Linked DNA regions of Sus scrofa: region 1 is linked to region 2. A link is a contact called in public HiChIP or PLAC-seq data. All regions are on one chromosome and are shown on one strand. The core of a region is the stretch at or near the end of the contact, and the rest is flanking DNA. Distances in the headings are between cores, read along the strand shown.

What was found. HiChIP or PLAC-seq counts read pairs in DNA pulled down with a chosen protein or histone mark.
Region 1: an H3K27ac HiChIP or PLAC-seq map of alveolar macrophages shows a contact between it and region 2. The contact joins the promoter of HSD3B7 here to the promoter of ZNF646 in region 2. A contact is called at or near these places in 3 of 5 promoter capture datasets (fetal liver and liver), 3 of 47 Hi-C or Micro-C datasets (embryonic fibroblasts, psoas muscle and subcutaneous adipose tissue) and 2 of 2 datasets of contacts at active chromatin or transcription factors (alveolar macrophages and skeletal muscle).

What each region holds. Positions count from the first base shown.
Region 1 is chr3:17,461,341-17,466,053 of Sscrofa11.1, reverse strand. HSD3B7 (3 beta-hydroxysteroid dehydrogenase type 7) reads left to right here and starts at 2,673. Exons shown (of 7, transcript XM_005655085.3): 1 at 2,673-2,918; 2 at 3,293-3,464; 3 at 3,683-3,838; 4 at 4,131-4,239; 5 at 4,318-4,417; 6 at 4,619-4,713. The coding sequence starts at 2,802. SETD1A (histone-lysine N-methyltransferase SETD1A) reads left to right here. Exons shown (of 21, transcript XM_021086406.1): 20 at 1,243-1,380; 21 at 1,461-2,286. The coding sequence ends at 1,634.
Region 2 is chr3:17,404,364-17,408,747 of Sscrofa11.1, reverse strand. ZNF646 (zinc finger protein 646) reads left to right here and starts at 2,118. Exons shown (of 3, transcript XM_021086398.1): 1 at 2,118-2,540. It overlaps ZNF668 (zinc finger protein 668), which reads right to left and starts at 2,485. Exons shown (of 4, transcript XM_013987708.2): 1 at 1,964-2,485.

The sequences.
Region 1 (4,713 bases), core at 1,424-3,923, 57 kb before region 2:
TTCAGGGAGGCAGAGGTGGGAGCACAGTGATGTTTGCATGAGGAGCTGAAGGGTGCTCCCAACCGGGAGACGGAGTGTGCAAAGGCCTGGACGCAGGATGGTCTTAGAAGGGCAAGGACGTCAGTATGGCTACTTGGAAAAATCAGGGCCAGTGGCAGCGGCGGGAGCCGGAGGGGCAGGTGGGAGGCCAGACAGCACAGTGCTTGAGCGCCAGGTTAGTAAGTTAGGACCAGTGGTGGGAAAGGAGAAGAGGCACCGCAAGGCCTTAGGCAGGAGAGGACCTGGGAGGTGGAGTCAGCTCCCTCTGACTACAGAGCCAAGAGAGCACTCAAGGCTGAGGCCAGGGTGGGGGCGAGGGGGCTGTCGCAGAGCCCCTAAAGGCGGGGATGGCCTCCACTAGGCAGTGAGGCCAAGGTAGCTGCAGGACCAGGCAACGAGGTGGCTCCAGAGCAGGAGGGCAGGGGCCGAGGTGAGACGGTTTCTCAGGGTGCTGCCTTTAGCGGCCGGCTGAGTAGGTGGGGCTGCCGGTGAGGGGGTGGAGGCGGGGTGTGGTCACGACAAGCTCCAATCAGGACAGGGCGTGGGAAGTTGCGGTGCCCGGGGGACATCCAGGGGCTGCTCAGTGGAGTGGCAGCTGCACTGAGGTGGATTTGGGCTGGAGGTGGAAGTTTGGGAGGAGCCCTCTCCACTTGCCTGGCAGCCGAAGCCCTGGGAGACAGCGAGTGCACCCAAGGGGAGAGAGCAGCGGCATTATCGCCCTGTTTTCTGGGAAATGAGTTATTCCTCACAGACCGTGAGCCCTGACGTGGACGGCAGCAGCCGTGAGCACCTGTTTTGGAGAAGGGATGAGTAGGGTCCAATCTGTGAAATGGACGCTGTCGTCTCAAGAACTGCCCCAGCCCTCAGCCATCTGGGGGCTCCGCTGGGGGCCAGGCAGACGCTCCAGGAGATGCTGGTGGCTGCTCCTGCCCAGTGACCAGTGTGGACTTCCCTGGGGTCCTCTTTGGGTGACTATCAGAATGGCAGCCGAAGGTATAGGGAGGTGACCCTAAGAGGGGTGCTCCTGGGAGCAGGGTCAGGAGAGTCGGCGCCTTGGAGTAGCGGGTGCCAGAGGGAGCGTCACAGATCCCGGACGGGTCGGCGTGGCCTCCAGGGTGGTAGCTGGGAGACTGTCCAGACGCCTCATCACAAGGGCCAGCGGGGTCAGGCCAGCCCCCTGACCATCACGCTCTGTGCTGTTAGATGGTGGCCGACATGCGGGAGAAGCGCTACGTGCAGGAGGGCATTGGCAGCAGCTACCTGTTCCGGGTGGATCATGACACCATCATCGATGCCACGAAGTGTGGCAACCTGGCGAGGTTCATCAACCACTGCTGCACGGTGCGCGGGGGGCCGGGCCGGGCCGGGGTGGGGCGGGGGCCAGGGGCACAGCCGCAGCTCACCCCATCCTTGTCCTGCAGCCCAACTGCTATGCCAAGGTGATCACCATCGAGTCGCAGAAGAAGATCGTGATCTACTCCAAGCAGCCCATCGGTGTGGACGAGGAGATCACCTACGACTACAAGTTCCCGCTGGAGGACAACAAGATCCCGTGTCTGTGCGGCACCGAGAGCTGCCGCGGCTCCCTCAACTGAGGTGGGGCAGGACTGGTGCCCTCACCCCTATTTATTCCCCTTGGTGCCCTGAGCTCCCAGCCCACCCAGCCTTAGTGGGCTCAGCAGGGCCCACGTGCCCCATCTCCGAATGTGGGGTTGGGGGCCCCCCGAGCCCAGGAGGGAGCCTCAGTCCCTTGAGGCGACTTCTGCTTCCCCTCTTGCCCCTGCCCACCCATCCCCTGAATTTTTTTTCTTTGCGGAGAAGAAGCTGTAAATGTTTTGTAGCTGCCAGCAGCTGTTTCCTGTGGAAACCTGGGGTGCCGGCCTGTACAGATCCTGTTCTTGGGGGCTGCACAGCCCCCTTGCTTTGTGTTCATGGGGCTTCCCCTTTGTGCCCTGCGTGCACCCCTCCCCAGTTTAGGGGTCTCTAGGGGCAGTGGCCATGTTCTCCCCCTGGGGGGGGGCCCTGCGCCCCCAGTCCTGGGGACTCCGTGCCTGGAACCCTGCCTCATCTTCTGTTCCTGCCAGACCCTGTGGGTCACCCTCCCAGCCTGGTGTCTGGAAGCTCCGGCTTTGCCAGGCCGGGATGGTGGGGGGCGGGCCCTTCCTGTTGGGCTGGACTGTACATATGTTAATAGCGCAAACCCAACGCCACATTTTTATAATTGTGATTAAACTTTATTGTACAAAAGTGCTTGGTCAGTATCTTTGGGAAAGAGTAGGGTGGGATGGGGGCTGAGGACAGAGGGTGGGGCAAGTGAAGAGAGGGGGAAACAGGTGGCCTGAAGCTTGGGGTGGGGAGAGGGCCTTTCGGGCAAGAGCCAGGACCTGCAGACTCAGCCACCATCACTCTGGGCCACCTGCTAGGCTGGAACAGCCATCCAGAAATCCCCCGCCAAGGCCGGCCAGGGCAGGGCCAAGGTCAGGCCTCCCTTCCCTTCCCAGAACCACAGCTGCTGCTGGGCTTCTGGCCTCCTGGGAAATCCAGCAGGAGGGAAAGACTGACATCATGCCCTGGGAGCGAGGTCACCCTGCCTGCTCCCTTTACCTCGCCCACCCAGCAGGTTCCAGCTTCCCCATTCCCTTTCCTCAAGTTCTCTGCTGGAAGCAGATGCCAGTGCAGCGTGGAGTGGCCACCAGAGGGTGCCCTGTGGCAAGAGTAAGGTGGGCGGAGAGGTGGAGGCTGGGCTGGTCTCTGTTCCTGGAATGGGCCAGGAGGGAGGAGGAGCAAGCGGAAGGGGACTGTGTCACGGGCCCGCTGGCCTGGGGGACGAAGACGGCCTCCCGGTGGCCAGTTTGGGTGTCCTGGGACCTTGGCAGCAGGTAGGCAGCAGTGATGCCAGGGCCTGGGGTCCCTTCCCCCCATCCCGGCCCTTCCCACCTTCCTCTCCCTGCCGTCCCGGCTCCCTGCCAACTGCCTTTCCTTTTCTGTCTCGGGACCTCCTCCTCCGCCTCAAACCCTGAGCCCTCCCTGCACGCCAAGCCTTCCCCTCATCTTGGTAAGTGCGGCTGGCAGGGTTGGGACAGGTAACCTGGCTGCGGCTCCCACGGCTGCAGCCTCTGGAAACGGCTCTGGGCCCCGGGTCACTGTTGCTGTCCACTAAGCCAGAGGCCTCTTCTAGGAGTAACAGGTGGGCTGTAGGTGCCGGGGCAGGTGGCAGCAGGCAACCCAGGTGAGCCAGGGTGTCTTTCCCCAGCAGGGCATGGCAGATTCTGCTCAGGCCCAGAAGCTGGTGTACCTGGTCACAGGTGGCTGTGGCTTCCTGGGGGAACATGTGGTCCGCATGCTGCTGCAGCAGGAACCCCGGCTCTGTGAGCTGCGCGTCTTCGACCTACACCTGGGCCCCTGGCTGGAGGAACTGGAGACAGGTGACTGTGGTGGGGACAGAGTGGGGACGGGGGGAGAGGATGTGGACTTCCTTCCTTGGGGTGGAAAAGATGATGTCTCCTATGTTTTCCAGTGTGGACGGATGGGATGAATGAGTCACATTGGGAATATGTGGCTTCCAAGGGTGTGGGCCAAACCCAGCAGCTGGCCTGTGGCCTCAGCTCTGACATTGCCTCTGGCTGCTCCTACCCATCCCCAGGGCCCGTGCAGGTGACTGCCATCCAGGGGGACGTGACCCAGGCCCATGAGGTGGCAGCGGCTGTGGCCGGAGCCCACGTGGTCATCCACACAGCTGGGCTGGTGGATGTGTTCGGGAGAGCCAGTCCGGAGACCATCCATGAGGTCAACGTGCAGGGTGAGCGGCTCTCCACCTACTCTGATCACACACGCAATCCTCCCTGGCGCATGGCCTGAACTTGGCTGTTTGTTCCCTGCCCCCTCTTTGACCTTGACCTCTGTAATTCTCCTGTGACAATCTGTCCTGTGGACACTCCTGCCCATCATGGCGGGCTGGCCCTCACTGACCTGCCGTGGTTCGCCCTGGGCCTGGAGCTGGAAGACTCGGGTCCTCCTCCAGCTTTGGGATGGGGAGCGGAAAGATGCAGAGGGGGAGGAAGCTTTGGTTTAGACGTCCCCCCCTACCCCAGGCACACAGAATGTGATCGAGGCTTGTGTGCAGAATGGAACACGCTTCCTGGTCTACACAAGCAGCATGGAAGTTGTGGGGCCCAACATCAAGGGCCAGCCCTTCTACAGGTGAGCTGAGGTTCCCCTCAGTCCTTCAAGGCCCCCCTCTCTCCCCAGCATTAAGAATTTTCCCTCTCCCCCCACTAGGGGCAATGAGAATACCCCATACGAGGCAGCACACAGACATCCGTATCCTCGCAGCAAGGCCCTGGCTGAGCGGCTGGTCCTCGAAGCCAACGGAAGGAAGGTAAGACAGCGGATGAGATGTGGGAGCCAGAGCGGGGGTGGAAAGAGCTGCCGGGCAGAGGCAGAGCCAGGGCCTGCAGGCGCCTTTGCATCCTGCCCTGGGCACCTCCCCTCCATCTCCAGCTTTTGGAGGCCAGGGCAGAGGGCAGGCCCTAGGGGCGGGGTGTCCTAGGTCTTAGCAGTGCCTGCCTTTTGCCCCCAGGTCCGCGGGGGGCTGCCCCTAGTGACGTGTGCCCTGCGTCCCACTGGCATCTATGGTGAAGGCCACCAGATCATGAAGGACTTCTACCACCAGGG
Region 2 (4,384 bases), core at 869-3,368:
ATCATAAGTGATTGCTAGCACTTATACATTTTATGGTTCAGTTGTTAATTCTGAGAGCCAGGAACCTTTATATTTTTTTTATTTTTTATTTTTTTTGTCTTTTTGCTATTTCTTTGGGCCACTCCTGCGGCATATGGAGGTTCCCAGGCTAGGGGTCGAATCAGAGCTGTAGCCCCCGGCCTACGCCAGAGCCACAGCAATGCAGGATCCAAGCCACGTCTGTAACCTACACCACAGCTCACAGCAACGCCGGATTGTTAACCCACTGAGCAAGGCCAGGGATCCAACCCGCAACCTCATGGTTCCTAGTCGGATTTGTTAACCACTGCGCCACGACAGGAACTCCAGGAACCTTTATTAATCTGCATCCTTTCCACATAGAACCATGCTTGGTGCCCCCAAAACAAACTGAACAGATCAACCTCTGAGACAGTATCTGAATCCAGGTCTAAAGACTCTGCCTCCCCCACAGTAGGAGTCTGTAAAAACGTCAGTTTTATCAACCGAATTTCTCTGCCTTTCCAAGTTCACAAGTTCCAGTGCAGGCAGGCAGCTAGTGCTCCATTAGACCCCTAGCCTGGGAACCTTCATATGGTGAGGGTGTGGACCTAAAAAGACAAAAGACAAAAAAACAAAAACAAACAAACAAACAAAAAAAACGAGATCCCAGCTCTTTCTCCCCCCACCCCACCCCACCCCACAGTCGATTCATTGCTCTGGTGAGGGAGCCCTGTCTTTGTTTACTACTGGATTTAGGTGGGGGATGCCATCCTGCTGCTAGAATAGGCTCTAAATGCCAGGAATGCAGATTTAATTCCCAAAGGGTTTAGGCTAGAACCCTGCAGGCAGGGATGAAGTGAAGAGCCCACTTTTTATCCTCTCTCCATCTCAGTCTCCCCACATGTAAACAAGTAGTCACCGGTAGGCCTCACAGGCCACGGGAGATCCGGTGAGATAGCAGATGGGGAACTGTGAACCATGCAGAGAGGCGAGCTAGTCATCTCCTGAACATCCATGCAATCTGGTTAGCCCATAACCTAATCCCAACCCACTTTTTTCAGCCTCACCTCCAGAGGCACTGTGCCCCTCCGCACCATAGCTCCAGCCGCAATTCTCAAACTTCCCCACCTAAATACATCCCCGTACGCAGTTCCCTCTGCCTTCTCCTGTTGGAAAACTGTTGCATCCTTCAAATACCTGCTTCCCCAGTGCCCCCAGGAATAATTAATAGGTAGTAGAGGTAAGGGCACCACTACACTCTGGGCCTCAGTTTTCTCATCAGAAAAGTGGGGTCTCTGAGGCACGTGGGAGTTTGAAGGGCGTTAGAGCCAAGATCTGCGAAATCCCTGCGCTTCCAGCTCCCTGCAACCATCTATGTGTCCGCATCCCTCCAGGCAGAGAGCCCCGCAGGGCAGGGCCCTGGGCTGACTCTTCGCAGAAAAAGCCCTGGGAAAACGTGGCATCGGATAATGTGGCAAGAAGAAAGGAACGATGAATGAGAGAATGAACAAATGAATGGACCGAAGGCCAGGCTCTGGACAAAGGCCTGCAAGATGGCGTTCTCTAGGACCGCGGGAGGGGCGGCCGAGACCTCGACCGGGGAGGGGGCCGCCGGCACCAGAGAACCGTGCAAGGCCGGCCGCGCGCCTGGGACAAAAGCCCGCAACATGGCGGGCTCTAGGACCCTCGGGCCCGCACCATGCAAGGCGGGCAGCCGTGCCGGCCGAGACCAGGCGTCCGCTGCAGCCGGCCCGCCGGGACAGCCGGCGGGTTCTAGGACCCGCTGGGCCCGGAGCCCGCCCGCGCCCTCCCGGGGCCGCACTCCTCCCGCCCCGCCCGCGCTGCTCGCGCCAGGCTAACCCCATCCGCCCTCGGCACCCACAGGGAAACTGAGGCCCGCTCGGATCGCGTCCGCTCTGGGGCCGCCTGGGGGCCCTTGAGGACTCCTGCCGGCGTTTCCTACCTGAGAAGACTCGGGCCGGCTCCGTGGCGCCAGCGGCAGCTCCTCGCACCGACAGAGCCCGGGACACAGCCAGGGAGGGGCAGGCGCTAGGACCCAGCGGGTGGGGGTGGGAGGAGGCGGAGCCAACGAGCGGAAGTGGAAGGGAGCTTTCCTCCCTAGGGAGGAACACAAAGTGTACCGGCGCACCCCCAACCGAAGGTGGAGGAGAAACCCTTTGCAAGGGGTCTCTGTGGGTGCTAATGACAGGGAACACCGGAGTAGGTTTGCGGGTGCACTGGCTATTGCTAGCCTGGGGAAAGGTCACCGTGAACTAGAAGGTGGGAGGACAGAAAGGCCATGCTCAAGACTTGGAGTACCTAAGTCCGCTTATATTCATTCCACAAAATTTCCCTTAATAACAAGGAGTGAATGAAGCTCCCTCCATCTGTCTTGGGAAGTTCTTCAGGGAGCCCCCCGAAAAGTGTCGCCAAAATACTGAGGCCAGGGCTGCAGAACCAACCCTTTTTTTCCCCTCCTCTGCGCTCAGCCAACATGCACCGGAACGATTTTAGCGGCTCTTCCCGGAAGTGTGGCTAAGGTTAGTGCAGAACAACGCAGCTTTTGACCTACGTGGGCGGGGTCAGAGTCGGGTAAGCTGTGTCTCTCCTAGCACCGGAAATGTGGCTGCTTGGAGGCGGGACAGAAGTATTCTCAGGGCGGAAGTTTCGCGGGGAAGCTTTTGCCGCCAGGACACTTCCTGTTTCCTAATAACAATAGGAAGTGTCCGAGGAGGTGAGGGTAGACTGCTGGCTCGTGCCAGCTGCGCCCTCTTTCCTCTACTTCCTTCCTTCTCCCCCTCTCCTTTCCCTCTTTCCCTCCCCTCCCACTTCCCAGGAGCCCTGGTGGAGTGTGCGTGTGTGGGAGCGCGAGAGCCCCCCAACAGCCACCCCTTGGGGCGCGCGGCTGCAGTTAGGGTGAGGGTCCCAGTGCGCAGGCGCGCTCCCGTTCGCCGTCCCCAACGGACGCACCCGCGGCGGGAACGAGAAGGGGTCACCGGTGCGAGGTAGGGGTCCTAGGAGAAAACTGGCCTAGGAGATGAGTGAGGTTAGGACCTCACTGGTGGTTGATGACGAGAAGAGACTCTTGAGCGAAGGGGCTTGGTGAGGTGAGGATTTGGGGAGCAGGTTCAGTAAGGGGTTTAGAGTCAGAGATAGGAGTTATATTAGGGTCCCGTGGGAGTGAAGGGTCAGAGAAGGCCAAAGTGATGTAGGAGGCATGGGGCCTGCTATGGAGAGAGCAAGGGCTTTGGAAAGAAGCTTGCCAGAATAGTGGGTTGGCCAGTGTGTAAACTGAGGTAACAGGCATTGCAGTGTGTTGTGAAGGCTAAGTGACACCACACCTGTTCTTTACTTAGCACAGTGCCTGGCACATGGTAATACTTAGGTAGCAGGGGTTGCTCTTGTCATCAGTATTATGAGAGAAGATAGAAGAAAAAATCAGAAGGGATGCTGGAGTGTAAAGTGAGGAGGCATGGGAAAGAAAAAAGGTAGGGGGTGAAGAATCAGAAATGAGATGGTATTTCCGAGATGGAAGATAGTTTGAAATTCATAAAGGAGACTTCATGACCCTGAAGGGAACAGGGGAGATGGGGGAGCACCTTTCTCAGCCCTTTCTCTCAAGAGGGCCTCTACCCTCACCTCTCAAGTCCTCAGCTGCCAAGTGAAGAAAGAAGCTACTTTCCCAGGGCCTCTCAGCTACTCTGGTTAGCTGACAGGTGCAGGAGAGAGGATTGGACTTATCTTACTGAAGGTCCTAGGGAAGGTACATCTTCCCTTTAAGATGTCATGGAAGACAGGTTGTTTGTTTCAGAATTAGAGAGAGGAGAGGATTAGGGCCAGTAAAGACTTTTTGGATTTGATCTCCAGACAGGATAGTAGGTTTTTGACAGAGGTAAACTGCATTTATTTAGATGGTAGATTCCTCATCTAACTAAATGAGTTAGGCCTAGGGAAGCAGCCATGTCTGGGGAACTTGTATGATGGTGCTTCTGAAATAACAGATCCAGTAGAAAGCAGGTCTCTGGGCATGGTGGCTTCGGGGACTTCTCCATGCCCTCTGATGAACTTGGTGCTTATAGAACCAAGAGGCAAAGTTAATTTAGGCCTGCCTTCTGTTTTGGGGCGGGGGGGTTGGTCTTTTTTTTTTTTTTTTTTTTTTTATCTTTTAGGGCTGCACTCGCAGCATATGGAGGTTCCCAGACTAGGGGGCCAATTGAAGCTATAGCCACCGGCTTACACCACAGCCACAGCAGCACGGGATCTGAGCCTCGTCTGCGACCTACACCACAGCTCACGGCAATGCTGGATCCTTAACCCACTGAGCGAGGCCAGGGGTCGAACCTGTGTCCTCATGGATGCTAGTCGGGTTCACTAACTGCTGAGC